Linked DNA regions of Anas platyrhynchos: region 2 is linked to region 1. Evidence: chromatin contacts called from public Hi-C data. All regions are on one chromosome and are shown on one strand. The core of a region is the stretch at or near the end of the contact, and the rest is flanking DNA. Distances in the headings are between cores, read along the strand shown. Region 1 holds the start of CCT5 (chaperonin containing TCP1 subunit 5). Region 2 holds the start of SNRNP48 (small nuclear ribonucleoprotein U11/U12 subunit 48).

Region 1 (6,552 bases), core at 2,088-4,587:
TTTTTAATTCCTAAGAGAATGGTAGTATAGCAAACAAAAATTCAGATTATATTTTGCTATTGTGACTACTTCTGTTGAAATTGATATTCACACAAACAAAATTAACCACTTAAATGTTCACAGGACAAAGCTGTAAGCTTGTACTATGTCTACAGCTCACATAAAAGTTAAATTTAACATATTCATGACACTACCTTAGAATTCAAGAGTGCCAAAAATGACCCTGGAGACAGTAAAACACATAAGCAGATACGCTCAAAATTAGAGCATTCAACCTAGCTGAGAAGCAGTGAAGGGTAAGGCACTTGAAAGATCCCTGCATCAAAGCCAAAATGACCTATCGGTGGAAAGTCTGTGAAAGCAATCTGTTGACATCCATAAAAATAAAAATTAAAGAAAAAAATCACAGAGCAAACCTCAAAGTGTATCTTTTATCTAATGCTAAACGTCACACATAATTTTGAAAAGGCAAAAGGTAATTCAGTTAACAAAATGTATCAAGTATACTCCCTCAAATCAGACCTTAATATTCAGAATCATTACACTGTATAGCAAATGTCTTCTAACTAAATCAAAGGTTTTTTTTTTTTTTTTTTTTTTTTTTTTTTAAGGAAACTTCAAACCAAAACAGCACACTAATTTTTAGAAATATTAAAATCTAGGACTGAGCCATAATTTAAAAGGTTACTGCCAAGCTTTAATCAGGACAAGCCTCATCAGCTATGAATTGCAGGCAGGGTAGAATCAGGAAGAAGTACACATTTTTTAATACAACATCTCAAACAGCATTATCACACAATGTGCTGCACAGTATTAAAATAACGCTCCTTGCATCACACACACCATATTTTCAAATATAGTAAAAGAATTTTGACATTTTCACCATGCACCATGCTTGAAAATAAAGTACGTTCATATTTGTCCACAGAATACACCATTTAAGTGCTAAATATTTACAAACGTGAACAGAAGCTCAACTTTTTTCAATACAGATGCATTAGGGCAACACTGAGCATCCAATTTTGGGCACCTGGCTCTCCAAGCAGCTTTCAGTCTCCATTTAGGCACTAATGTGCATATATACACATGTATATTTATATATATGTATATATATAGGTGCCTACATATGTAGATATATATGGAACTGGAATAAAATATGCAGTAACTAGTCAAATTAGTTGTCTCGGATAAGGGTCAAGAGCCAGAATGCTGAGTAGAGAGGACATCAGAAATTGCAGTTCTCTTGTACCTATGTGCTTGCTTTTCCCTAGGTCTTACTTAGGTGCAATTTGTTCACAGATTTGGATCTCCAACTGCAGCATGGACAGATGGTCAAATCGTTCACATGAAATATGGACAATGGCAGTATTCAAGAAAGATCTTGCTTGTTTCCGTCAACAACCCACTTAATGCACCATCCTGTTAAGCAGGTGCTTTAAAAATAGTACCCAAAGCACTACAACTACAAAAAAAAAAAATAAAAAATTCTCTGCAGCACCCTCCCTCACCACCACTTTTGACAAATGGAAGGTCTGGGCAATGCCCTGAAAGCACAGCATCACTTTGGCTACCCAGAAATTTCCCCCCAGACCTCCCTAACTTCATTTTGAATCTATTTCTGCCCCAAAACTCCACAGCAAGCTGTTGAGTTCAATCTTAAAATAATTTTGCAGTGGGTTGGATGAATCCTAACTTTGCCACATAATGATAAAGACCAGAAACTGACACTGAAAAATAGGTGTTACAATACTAAAAACATTTGAAGCCAGTGAATTTGCCTGTCCTCTATCCTAATTTCCATACAGAAAAAGCCTTGAACTAGCTTCTGTATTGAAAGTCTGCTGAGAGCAGAGAAGTCTTTCCACAGTTGTTTCCTACCATTCAGTTTTGCAGTGGCTCTGGTTTACCACATTCATGCTGAAATGGGGCAGCCAGAAGTGTACAATGGCATTAAGACTACAGTTTTAATGATACCATGATATTTATTTTTGTAATCCATCATTCCTTTCTCATCTTTTTTTGTTCTTCTGTCACTTTTATGCAGTAATCATAGAGCTGCAGCTCCAAAAGCAGAGGGTTATTTAAGCTCACAGCCTCACATGCTGCAGCTATAAACCTATGTGGAATACAGCTCTCTGGAAAACACAGTGCCAATCCTTTAATTACATCTTTTTATGTGAACGCAGTGCAATGCCTCCCAAGCGACAAGATGAGGTTATGATTTGGGATGCTACTTTGTCAAGCTGAGAGTAAGGCAGGAACAAAACTATCGATTGTTCACCTAAACTAAACGTAAACCATTCTCAGGCTTTGCATAAAGCTTGGTAAAATACAATGGGTGTGAAGGAAAACGTTTGTAAATATGACAAAGCAGAGGCCAGGAGTGGAGTATTTGCTGCTTTTCTGAGGTAGAGAAGGAAGGAGACGTCTGTAACTTACAACACGGCCATCCCCGCTGCCAATGTCAGCTAGAGAGCCGCTTCTGCCCTGCAACATTTTCAGGACATTCTGGATCTGCGCTGAGGTGGCGGGGACGAAGGGCAGGCAGACCTTCCTGAGGGCCGGCACCAGGAAGGGGGTGACCACGGCGTACAGGGCCACCAGCACCCCACCAACTGCGCCCGTGGCCAGCAGCCCCCACTGCCTTCTTCTGGAGGGCTCCTCAGGGCTTCCTTGCGCGAGTGGAGCGGGGCTCTCGGCCACCAGTGCTTTGGACGCCATGCCTGCGGACAAAGATTAACAGGGGGATGGCTTCACTGAGGGATTAACGGGCAAAATATTATGATGTGACACGTGTAATGCAAGGGAGGTGCTTAAACACTTCATTTGATTCTAATAGCTTAAAAAAAGTTAAATTATTGCATATAAGAGGCTGAGGTACTAGGTTTATTGCTCATTAAGAAAAAGAGGAAAAGACATCTTCCCCCCCCTCACCGACCCCACACCCCACAATGAGGGACTCCCACCACCGGCGGCCGTATTTATGGAAGAGGACCCTACCACCCCTCTACGGCGGGGGGGATACGGGAGGAGGGCGAGCACCTTTCCGCACACGCTGAAGAGCAGATCCGCACGGCACCCTTCGGCAGCGGGGCTGTCCTTCCTTATTCTCTTCCCGTCACCTCGCTGCGGCCCGCCTGGCGCCCGAATTGCGCCTAATCGCAATCCCCACCCCCCCCCCGGCGCCGCGCCGATGGACGGGGCCGCGAGCGCCGCGCAGCGCCCGGAGCCCCCCGGCCGCTTCCAGAAAGCTCCGCGGCGGGCGCCACATAAGTTCCCCCCGCGAAATGTGTCGCGGGGTGGCCCTGTGCGCATGCGCGGTGCCGCCGGCGGGCTGAGCGCGTGACGTCACGGCGCGGCGTGCGGGGCGGGTGCGGCTCGTGCTCGGGTGGCCGTTGGGAGTGGTTGGGGGCCGTTGGGAGCCGCCGCAGCCATGTCGGCCATGGGGACGCTGGCGTTTGATGAGTATGGGCGGCCCTTCCTCATCCTCAAGGACCAGGAGCGCAAGACGCGCCTCATGGGGCTGGAGGCGCTCAAGGTGAGCGGGGTGGGGGGGCTGGCAGGCGGCGGCGGGGCCCTGCCGGGGATGGCCGCCACACGCGGCCGGGGGGAGCCGTGCGCTCGGTTTTCCTACGTGAGCCTTAAACGTGCGAGTGAGTTGTTCTTCTATCAGCCTTACCTCTATATGTGACAAAAAGGCTCGTGAAATACCTAATCTAAAAGCCATGTGCTTGTGTAGGTCTTTTTCCAGTCATAGTTCTCTGTTGCTGCTTAAAATAACATTTGCAATACTTAACTACCACAATATAACAGTTTTTCTCTATATATCTTAGCTTAATACTGCTATTTGTGGACGCAAAATACTGATTTAACTTTTCCATTCTTTTATAGTCTCACATAATGGCAGCAAAGGCTGTGGCAAATACCCTGAAAACATCCCTCGGGCCCAACGGTAATAAATCACTTCAATTATTTCTACTTACTAATGTTTTTTTCAGGGGTTTCTAGATTTGTCCTCACGTTCTGTCTTTTTCAGGCTTGGATAAAATGATGGTGGACAAAGATGGTGAGGTGACAGTAACCAATGATGGCGCTACCATCCTGAATATGATGGATGTGGACCACCAGATTGCCAAGCTCATGGTGGAGCTGTCTAAGTCTCAAGATGATGAGATTGGGGATGGAACTACAGGAGTCGTTGGTAAGAAAAGATTTACATTTAGTTTGGCATTTCTAGTTTTAAAGCCAAGTTTCTTAAACTATTTTAAGAAATCACTTATAGAGTGACAGAGGCTTTTCTGAAGCACGTTTTTAGAGTATTTACTGCGTCAGTATTCTTTTTTATTTCATCTGTTTGGAGTTTTTTTAATCCAAAAGGTGCTTTTGTGTCTCTCTTAAAGTATGGCAGCATTTGAAGTTAGTGTTGGAAGGCCTCTTTGTACTTTCAGAACTCTTTGCATAATTTTCTTCCGTAGTGATCTTAGTGTCTCCTGTGCTTGTACAGTCTCAATGCAGTCTTCTTTCTCAGTAAGTAGGGCACTGATGGTATTATTATTACTGATATTATTACCTAATAAACCTCACACTGGTACTGCAGAATAAATCCAAAAGTATACTTCTTAAGCTTTTGATAATGTATAATACAGGATGCCTCCATCTGTGCGAGAATGAACGTTATTTAAAAATTTTGTTTTACAGTTCTGGCTGGAGCACTGTTGGAACAGGCTGAGCAGTTGCTGGACCGTGGTATTCACCCCATCAGAATAGCGGATGGTTACGAGCAGGCAGCTCGCATTGCTATTGAGCATCTCGACAAAATCAGTGACAGCTTTCCAGTTGACCCACAGAACATAGAGCCTCTGATCCAGACAGCCAAGACAACGCTAGGCTCTAAAGTGTAAGTTCACAAAACCTTAGAGAATATTTACAAATGTTTATATTTTCCATACATACATGAAAATTTACAAATACTTATATTTTCCACTTAAGTTGAAAGGAGAAATCCTTGATGCTTTGATGAATTATTAAGTTATTACTAGAGTGCCTGCTCTTTAATGTTTCTTTGATTTTGGCTGCTTTCTCAATGGACTCTTATCTCAGGATAAGAAACTGTGAAACCCTTGTTCTCTAAAGGGGCAACTCCATTAAGTTAAACAGCTGCAAAATCAATTTCATTCTACCTATTTTATTCTGTGTTTGTGCATCATAGCAAGTGCAAACTGTGTAAAAGTTAGCTACCTGTTTGTTCTCTCTCTCTCTTTACCCAAAAAGACATGTAGTGGTAGTTACTGGTTCCATAAGTGCATTTTTATTAAAATATACAAATCTAAATTAAGATCTTGGGGGTGAAAGTGAGCTTTCCATTTGTACTGTAACATTTATTTGCTATATAGTATGGAGTAAATGAGCATCAGTGTCATTTCCCAGTTTTATTTCTTGGGACAGTTTTTGTCTGTCTTTCTTTGGGCATTAGCTTTCTAAGATATTGTGGAGTTAATACCTAAAATTATAGGAAACGCATGAGAGAGAGTTAAAACAGAAAAGTACAGAGAGGGATGTCTCTCATTTTTAATTACTGTGGGCCTGTTTTTGCAAAGTGCAGTTTATGATTGCAGTATCTTTTGACATGTTGTAAGAGCTTCCTGTGCAGACCTGTCTTAACATTGGTTTCTGGGACTAGAGTATTTTGAGTAGTAGTTAGTTCTCCTTGCTTGTTTCAAATCTGTGTCTTGCAATTGTGTTCATGAAGACATGTGTTCTGGTTTCTGTCATGTTTGGCATGTTCAGGTGAACCAGTGAGCAGGACGCCCTCTCTTCATACAGCAAACAAGCTATTAGTAATACTAATATGTATATATATATATGTATCTGCACATACATATATATACACACATATATTATATTTCATATTGACAGAGTCAATTTCTTTCTTCTGAACTGTATACATGTAACACATCTTCCTTGTACTCTTTTATTTAGAGTTAACCGCTGTCACAGACAAATGGCAGAAATTGCTGTGAATGCTGTACTGACAGTAGCAGATATGGAACGTAAAGATGTTGATTTTGAGCTGATCAAAGTGCAAGGCAAAGTGGGAGGTAGACTGGAAGATACGCAGCTGGTTAAAGGAGTGATTGTGGATAAAGATTTCAGTCATCCGCAGATGCCTAAAGTAAGTGAACACTCTGGTTGTCATCTGTAACAGTTTGAATGATTCTGCATAGAAATAGACCAAAAATGCTGTTCTAGCATTGCAGCATTTAAACTTGTTGCTTCACTCATGTATCAACAGAGGAAGGGAAGAGGAGTATTATTCTTCGTTGGACAGGACCAACTTAGAATTCACAAGTGTCTTGAGAAGTGATTGGGGAGATGATTACTGCACAAGGAAGTGAGAACAAGCATAGAGTGCAAGTCCTTTGTAGAGAGTAATGCAAAGAACTGTGTTAGAATTGAGAACCAAATGTTAGTGTACTGATTTTTAACGCAACTCAGTACCACGAAGCTTGTACTGTTACACTCTATGAGTTGGAGTGTTGTCCTGTTTGGAAC
Region 2 (6,446 bases), core at 2,648-5,147, 160 kb after region 1:
AACATACAGGGTTGTAGTTTGGTCAAAATGCTACAAAACACAAGCCATATATACAAAGCTGGTATTACTGTAAGAAACAATGATTGAGAAAGACAAGTTCTGTTGAACTGTTACCTGTATAGATAACAAACACTATCTGCTAGGCACAACAGGGTCACAGAATAACACAAATGTAAGTTTCACGTGGTACAGTTACACAGCAGCACGTCTCAATAGTGGTAGGAGGCCTTGTCCACTATATCCATTGCTATGATGCTCAAGAATTCAACTGAATGACTGCACCAACCTGCCTTGTTAGGCTTTTTTTTAATTTTAAATGATCTTTAATATTGCCATCTCTTATAGTAAATACTGTTCCAAACTTCACGAGTAATTTGTCAGTATTAAGACACCTGAAGTCAGTTGCAATGATGGAAGATCTATCCATTAAATATACATAACATCTATGCCAAAGAAAGAACACCAAGGCTTTCTCAGAGCTGTCAGCACAAAGACTAGCGGACGAGTATTTTCTGATGCCAGGTTGTCTTTGTGGCTTTGAAGAACAGTATGTTTTTCCTCAAAAGTAGCAAAATTCATGTTGTCTTGCACCAAAAGTCATCTACCTATATGACGTAAAAGCTCCGAGCAATAAAACAACAGTAGACCATCTTCCAAACCTTGGGTGATCTTTGCTGCTAAATCCACAAAGAGATCGCTGTCATTTTCTGTGATTTGCGACTTCGACATCTGTTTCTTTGTTTCCTCAACAACATAATCATAAAGAGCAAGGCGGTCAGCTTGAGTCAGGTCACAAGTGTAACGCTTATGATTTTGAGGAACTTCTACAGGCAGTGATGAATAAGATCCTGGAAGTTGAACAGAGAACTGTTATTAGTAAGACAGCATAATTATACAGGGAAAAAAAGGAAAAGGTCAGCAATGCCATAAACACGCACACTATGTTCATCCTACCCTTATACATCTGTAAGGAGTTAAGTCCTTCTTCACTTGAAAGGGTAACACAGGAATTTTGTTTTTAGAATGTACTGTTCTTACAGGGTCACAGAAGCCCATAAAAGTGCCCTAACAGTTATGTGCTCATGATTTTACAAGAATCCTACAGCTTATGATCAATACCAGCCTTCCTGTCCTATTATACAGCTACGTTGGTTTTTTTCCCCATTTGTCTTTGTTGACAAAGATTTCCAATTAAACAAGCAACATCAAGTCAGTAAATCTTAGAATAGGCCAAGACACCACAATAAAAATCACTCTGTATAGTTTTAGTGAGATCTTCACAGAAGTGTAAACTTGGAGTGAAAACTGCACAGCAAACACTGGCATCTAGTGGCTCACTGACATATCTTTGTGGTGCACCAGGTGACAAAAGGCTTATTTTCTCTATTTGGATATACACGTGTCAAATTAAGTTACCACTTCTCTCCAGAGCAAAATACACTTGACGCACTCCAAAAAACACAGTGCCAATCAGATGAAGGCTTTGCCAAGCCAGAGAAAGAAGAACAACGTGGAAATCTATGCCTGAGCAAGCGCTGTTCTATTTGTCAGGTCAGGAAAAGTACAAGTGCACTTTTCCTTCTGCACATGTGCTAGCCAAACCAAAAGTGTACAGGCACAAAATGCTGCATCTTTTAGGTGTTGCAGTAACTTCCGAACTACATACTGCAGCTTTACAGTGGCTCCTATAGGTGGCCCTACTTTTCTACTCTTAGCCTCAACTCTTCAGGAGAAGCATAGGTCACAATCAACCTACTCTACAGACTAGTCACAAAACCCACTGAAAAACGAGACAAAATAATGAGCTGAGACCATCGGCAAAGGACATTATTATATCTGTAGATGTGTATCTATTATACAACTATGTAGAGCCTTGAAACAATCCAACATAATACTAATGTGAACATCGCTCAGTTTTTGATCTACAAAGTGTTGGACAAGCACACACAGTTCATGTTTAGCAACTAATCCTTAAACAAAATTAAAAACACAGTCCTCCTTTTTCCTTTCCTCCTCACCCATTCCATGAACAAGAAGTCTGGAGGCTGCTTGTAAAGAGCTGGGGCCACACAGGGCAGAACACAGAAAATACAGGCAGAAAACAAAGTGCATATAATGGGATGGGAAGGAAAGGACTAGTGCTTCAGAAAACTCTTGAGTTTTGCGTCTGAAGAGAACTAGAAGTCTGAGTACAACAGACTCAAATTCTTTTACCTGGTTGACCTGAATAAAGAAAGTTGTTATGCCCCAAAATAAAGACAAGAAGGAATATTAAAAATTAACTTTAAAAGATCCTTCACAGCAATTCCACAAGAGAGCTAAAGAAATCATCTCCATACCTGCATTCTACTTACCTTCACTGTAGCCTATGCCTTCTTTCACACTTTGAGCTTTAGCTTGCTGAACAATACGAAACTGGAGATCTTTATCTGCAGATAGAGAAGAACTTTTACATCAAGTACTTGGTACCAGTCTTTATTCCCCACCCTCTATTATGAGATTTATGGTATTTTACAGAACACTGTAGTTTTATTGATGCATAAGGGAGTCTAAACTAAAAGTATTTTAATCTATCCCATACTTGAACTATGGGGAGGAGGGGTAAAAAAAGGAAAGGATTTCTGGGTTACAGGGATATGGAAAGACGTGTACGTACATTGGAACTCTCTCCTGTATCATTACTGTATGTCTAAACTCTAGGGCCAGTTTTTCTGCCTTATTAAAGTGCTTTTTAATGCGCTTTCTGCACTTGATGTAAGGAAGAACATAGATAAATTACCAAAGAAGAAAAAGGATTCTGTGTTTTACTATTAAAATGGCCAAGAGACCTACAGAGCAGAATTACACAATGAAAGAGGTTAAATGAATAAGGTAAAGCAAGGCAAAGCACAGTGACAAGACAAAATAAATGTATGTGATGGAAACACTCAGATTTTCTAAGATGTCTTGGAGAGTTTATGGGCAAGGTAGTGTAGTGTGCTGGTATGAGGACACAGGCTTCACCACACCTGGGGTGCTCCACACAGGCCACCCCACAGGAGCAAGGATGGTGTTAACAGGTTGCCCAGAGAGGTTGTGGTGGCTCTCTCACCTCGGAGAGGCTCAAAAGCCATTTGGACACGGTGCTGGGCACGCAGCTCTAGGCAGCCCTGCTTGAGCAGGGAGCTGGACCAGGCGACCTCCAGCATCCCCTTCTGACCTCAGCCCTGCTGCAAAGCGCCCCCACACCCACCCACCCGCTTACCCATCGCAACGCTGGGCACCTTCAGGTTTTCGTAGAAGAAGCTGGAGTCGTACATCTCAGCCTGCGGGACACAACAGCTTGGTCACAGCACAGCAGCCCTACCTCATCGTGCCGCCCGTGGCGTCCCCAACCCGCAGCCCTCCCTTGGGGTCCCCGGGGGGATCCGTGCATGGGGGCTACTTGCAGCACCAAATTTACCCTCCCCAATTCCTCCCACGATGCGGGACCCCCCCAGTAAGCCGCATCCCACCTGCTCCTGGTCGGAGTATCCCATCTTGCGGAGGCGGCAGGACGCCGCATGCCTCTCCAGCGACGCCCGGGGCACCCGGTGATGGCTGTCGTAGGGGCACAGCACCCGCTCCACCTGCCGGCCGCACACAGGTCAGCGCCCACGGACACCCCAAGCTCCCGCAACCCCAGGGAGCCCACCGCCACCGCCGCCCCCTTGCCATTACCTGGTCGCCCAGCCACACGGCGCTGCCAGCCGCCATCGCCCCCGAGCGCCATAGGGAAGGGACAGGAAGGGAAGGAGACGCCTCCGCCGCCATCTTTACTCCGGGCGCATCCCGAGATGGGGCGGCGCCATTTTGTGAGGCAGCTTCAGCCCGGCTGCTGAGGGCAGGGAGGGAGGGAGGCGCCGCTCCGCCCCGGCTCCTCCTCAGTCTGCCCCGTACCAAAGGGTGGTGCTGCACGGCACAGGGAGGGAGGGGGTGTGCGTTTCGTCTTGGCACCATCCCCACACATGCACAGCCCAAGGGACAGCGTGGGGGAGAGCCACAGAGCTGGCACATGCCCCCAGGAATCCTGTCCGCTGTTTGGCCCAAATTAAAACAGCCTTCCCTTAGATGCTGAGGACTCAATAAAACTGGAACATAAAACAAGGAAAGAACAGCTATCCTAAGAACTACATTTAATGTGATTGACAGTTTTTGCTTGCCTATTTTTGTCTTCTGTGGGAAAAGCGCATATGACTCGAAAGACGAGTCAGTGTAACAAGGCGGGGCGGGGTGGAGGAAGCACGACAGATGTAGCTGCCAGAATGACTCTTGTACATCTGCTTTCCTTAGCAGATTACAGCCATTTCTCTCCTGCACAGTGAATTTGAGACTCAGCTGGGATTTTAGCCCTCTGGGAGATTTGCTGGCTCTTGCTATGTTTGCCTGAGGATCTTTGACTTCACACGATAAAGAATACTTGGAGCTTCCCATCTGCCCTTGCCGTTTCAGCTATGCTGTAGCAGGGTGTGCTAGCTAACATTAGCTCATTTTGTCATAAGAGTAATGAGAACAGCTGGGCAAAATGGTGCTGACCACCTCCTCTCCACTGGAAAATGCTGTTTCTTCAAAATTACAAAAGTCAAGTTCAACAAAATATCAAAGCAGTTTAAAAAATAATAATAATAATAATTTGATAGAATTAAACTAAATTTATAAGTAAAAAAATATATATCAAAATAAGATTATATTTAAAAATCAAAATCAGTATAGATAATTTGCTCTGTTAAACCAGAACATTTTGTGTGATTCAAAATAATCCTTGGGTGCTTTTTTCCCCCCCTAAAATAACAGCTCCTGTGATCATTTTTCCTCTGGATTTGATTTCCTCTGGATTTTTTCCTCATGGATTTGATGAAATGGCTGAGCAACAAACCACTGGGGTGAGTGTTCTCCTTTCTAGAGCTCTGTGAGAAAAAGTCCAGTGAAGCTTCATTCCTGTGATACAGTAAATCCAGTTACGAGGCCGCCAGTGCACAGACCACAGTGGGGCCTGGGCTAAGATTAAGCCTCTGAAATAGGTTTACAAGAAAACCGAGGACAAAAGGTGAGCCAAGGCCTTTAAAAAGTACATCGGGATACTGTGAAGCAGCTCCACGACACAGCAAGTCAGTGTGCAGCCTCACAGGGATCCTCTGCGGCAGCACCGAGCGCCCCACACCACTGTGCCAACTGAAGTGGTGACAACGCTCTGGGAGGGGATGCTCCAGCTGGTCCTTGGGTAGGGCTCCCAAAAACTGGAGGACAAGATTTTAGGTTCAGCAGTGCCTTGAGAAGTGGCTGCAATCACAGTGCATCCCAGGGATGCCCTCAGGGCAGCTGTGAAAGCTGCTGTGGCTCTTGCTGCATTTGTCACTTTGGGGCACGAGAGGATAAGGTACTTCCATGAGCCACTTTCCCAGCTCACAAAAATTCACAGCACTGCTTTCCCTCACAGGCAACAGCACACTTACATTGGTTTCCCATCAAATGGGATGTGAGATCACCACAGACTTTCAGCTACATAGCCTTTTGTGGCTGATTCCTGCCTGTGGCATACCCTCCTCTGCACGCTAGGACCATGCTGGCTGCAGGCCAGCAGCTTTGTGAGTCTGTGGTTGAACGACACGGCTGATAACACACCATTGAGTTTAACGCATATCTGCCTCCGCGGTCCCTTCTGAGGAGGAGAGAGGAAACAACACAGCTGCATTTCCCCACGCAGAACAGCCTCCCAGAAGGGGGTACGTGAACACAGCCTGCCCCCCTTGCAGTGCTGCAGTGCTGAGTATGCTGGGAATCTGGTGCTCTTTCTGGGCAATATTGATCTCCCGAGGAAGTCTCTGCAGGAACCGGCCCCAAATACCCTCACAGTGCAGCAGAACAATCCGAAACTGCAGGATATGCAGAAGGCACAACAGGGAAATAGCGCATACATTATGGCAGCATAAAGGCTGTACAGCACTCCTGGGGAACTCCATAAGTGTACCACCTCTCCTCCTCCTCCAGATACAATTTATACTGCTAGAAAATCCAGCTGCTTACACATCTGATACCCTCTGATACTGCTCATACAGCCCAAACCTTTCTGATGGTCATGCACCACAGGTAGGAGGCTCATTCGGAGAGACAAAACCCTTCCTCACACAGATCACACAGGGAGGAGCATCCCTCACCCATGGCTTGTGTTTTTATTCATTCACTGATAACAAAACCTTGCAGGCACTCTGCAGCCTTTTAAATATGTATTTAGAAGCATATTGGCTCCTTGAACAAAATGATTTGTTTCCAGTGTAGCAGAGAACAGGCTTTTCATATTTAACATTCCCTCTATTGCTTAGATTCATTCTTAGAGGTGTATTGTGTTAAAAGTTTCTTCTAGAAAAACAAACAAACAAAACCCACAAAACACCACCACCAACAAAAACCCATGAAATCTCAAACTATTC

What was found. Hi-C and Micro-C count contacts between places; a contact is called where the count stands out from the background.
Region 2: a contact with region 1 is called in a Hi-C map of subcutaneous adipose tissue, with 2.5 times the contacts expected there. The contact joins the promoter of SNRNP48 here to the promoter of CCT5 in region 1. A contact is called at or near these places in 3 of 8 Hi-C or Micro-C datasets (F1 follicle, liver and subcutaneous adipose tissue).

What each region holds. Positions count from the first base shown.
Region 1 is chr2:75,316,054-75,322,605 of IASCAAS_PekinDuck_T2T, forward strand. It overlaps CCT5 (chaperonin containing TCP1 subunit 5), which reads left to right and starts at 3,338. Exons shown (of 11, transcript XM_027451742.3): 1 at 3,338-3,538; 2 at 3,892-3,952; 3 at 4,037-4,201; 4 at 4,699-4,897; 5 at 5,980-6,172. The coding sequence starts at 3,434. It overlaps ATPSCKMT (ATP synthase c subunit lysine N-methyltransferase), which reads right to left and starts at 3,183. Exons shown (of 5, transcript XM_027451743.3): 1 at 3,043-3,183; 2 at 2,440-2,723. The coding sequence starts at 2,721.
Region 2 is chr2:75,480,257-75,486,702 of IASCAAS_PekinDuck_T2T, forward strand. It overlaps SNRNP48 (small nuclear ribonucleoprotein U11/U12 subunit 48), which reads right to left and starts at 3,898. Exons shown (of 9, transcript XM_027451736.3): 1 at 3,700-3,898; 2 at 3,495-3,608; 3 at 3,245-3,305; 4 at 2,355-2,429; 5 at 660-848. The coding sequence starts at 3,792.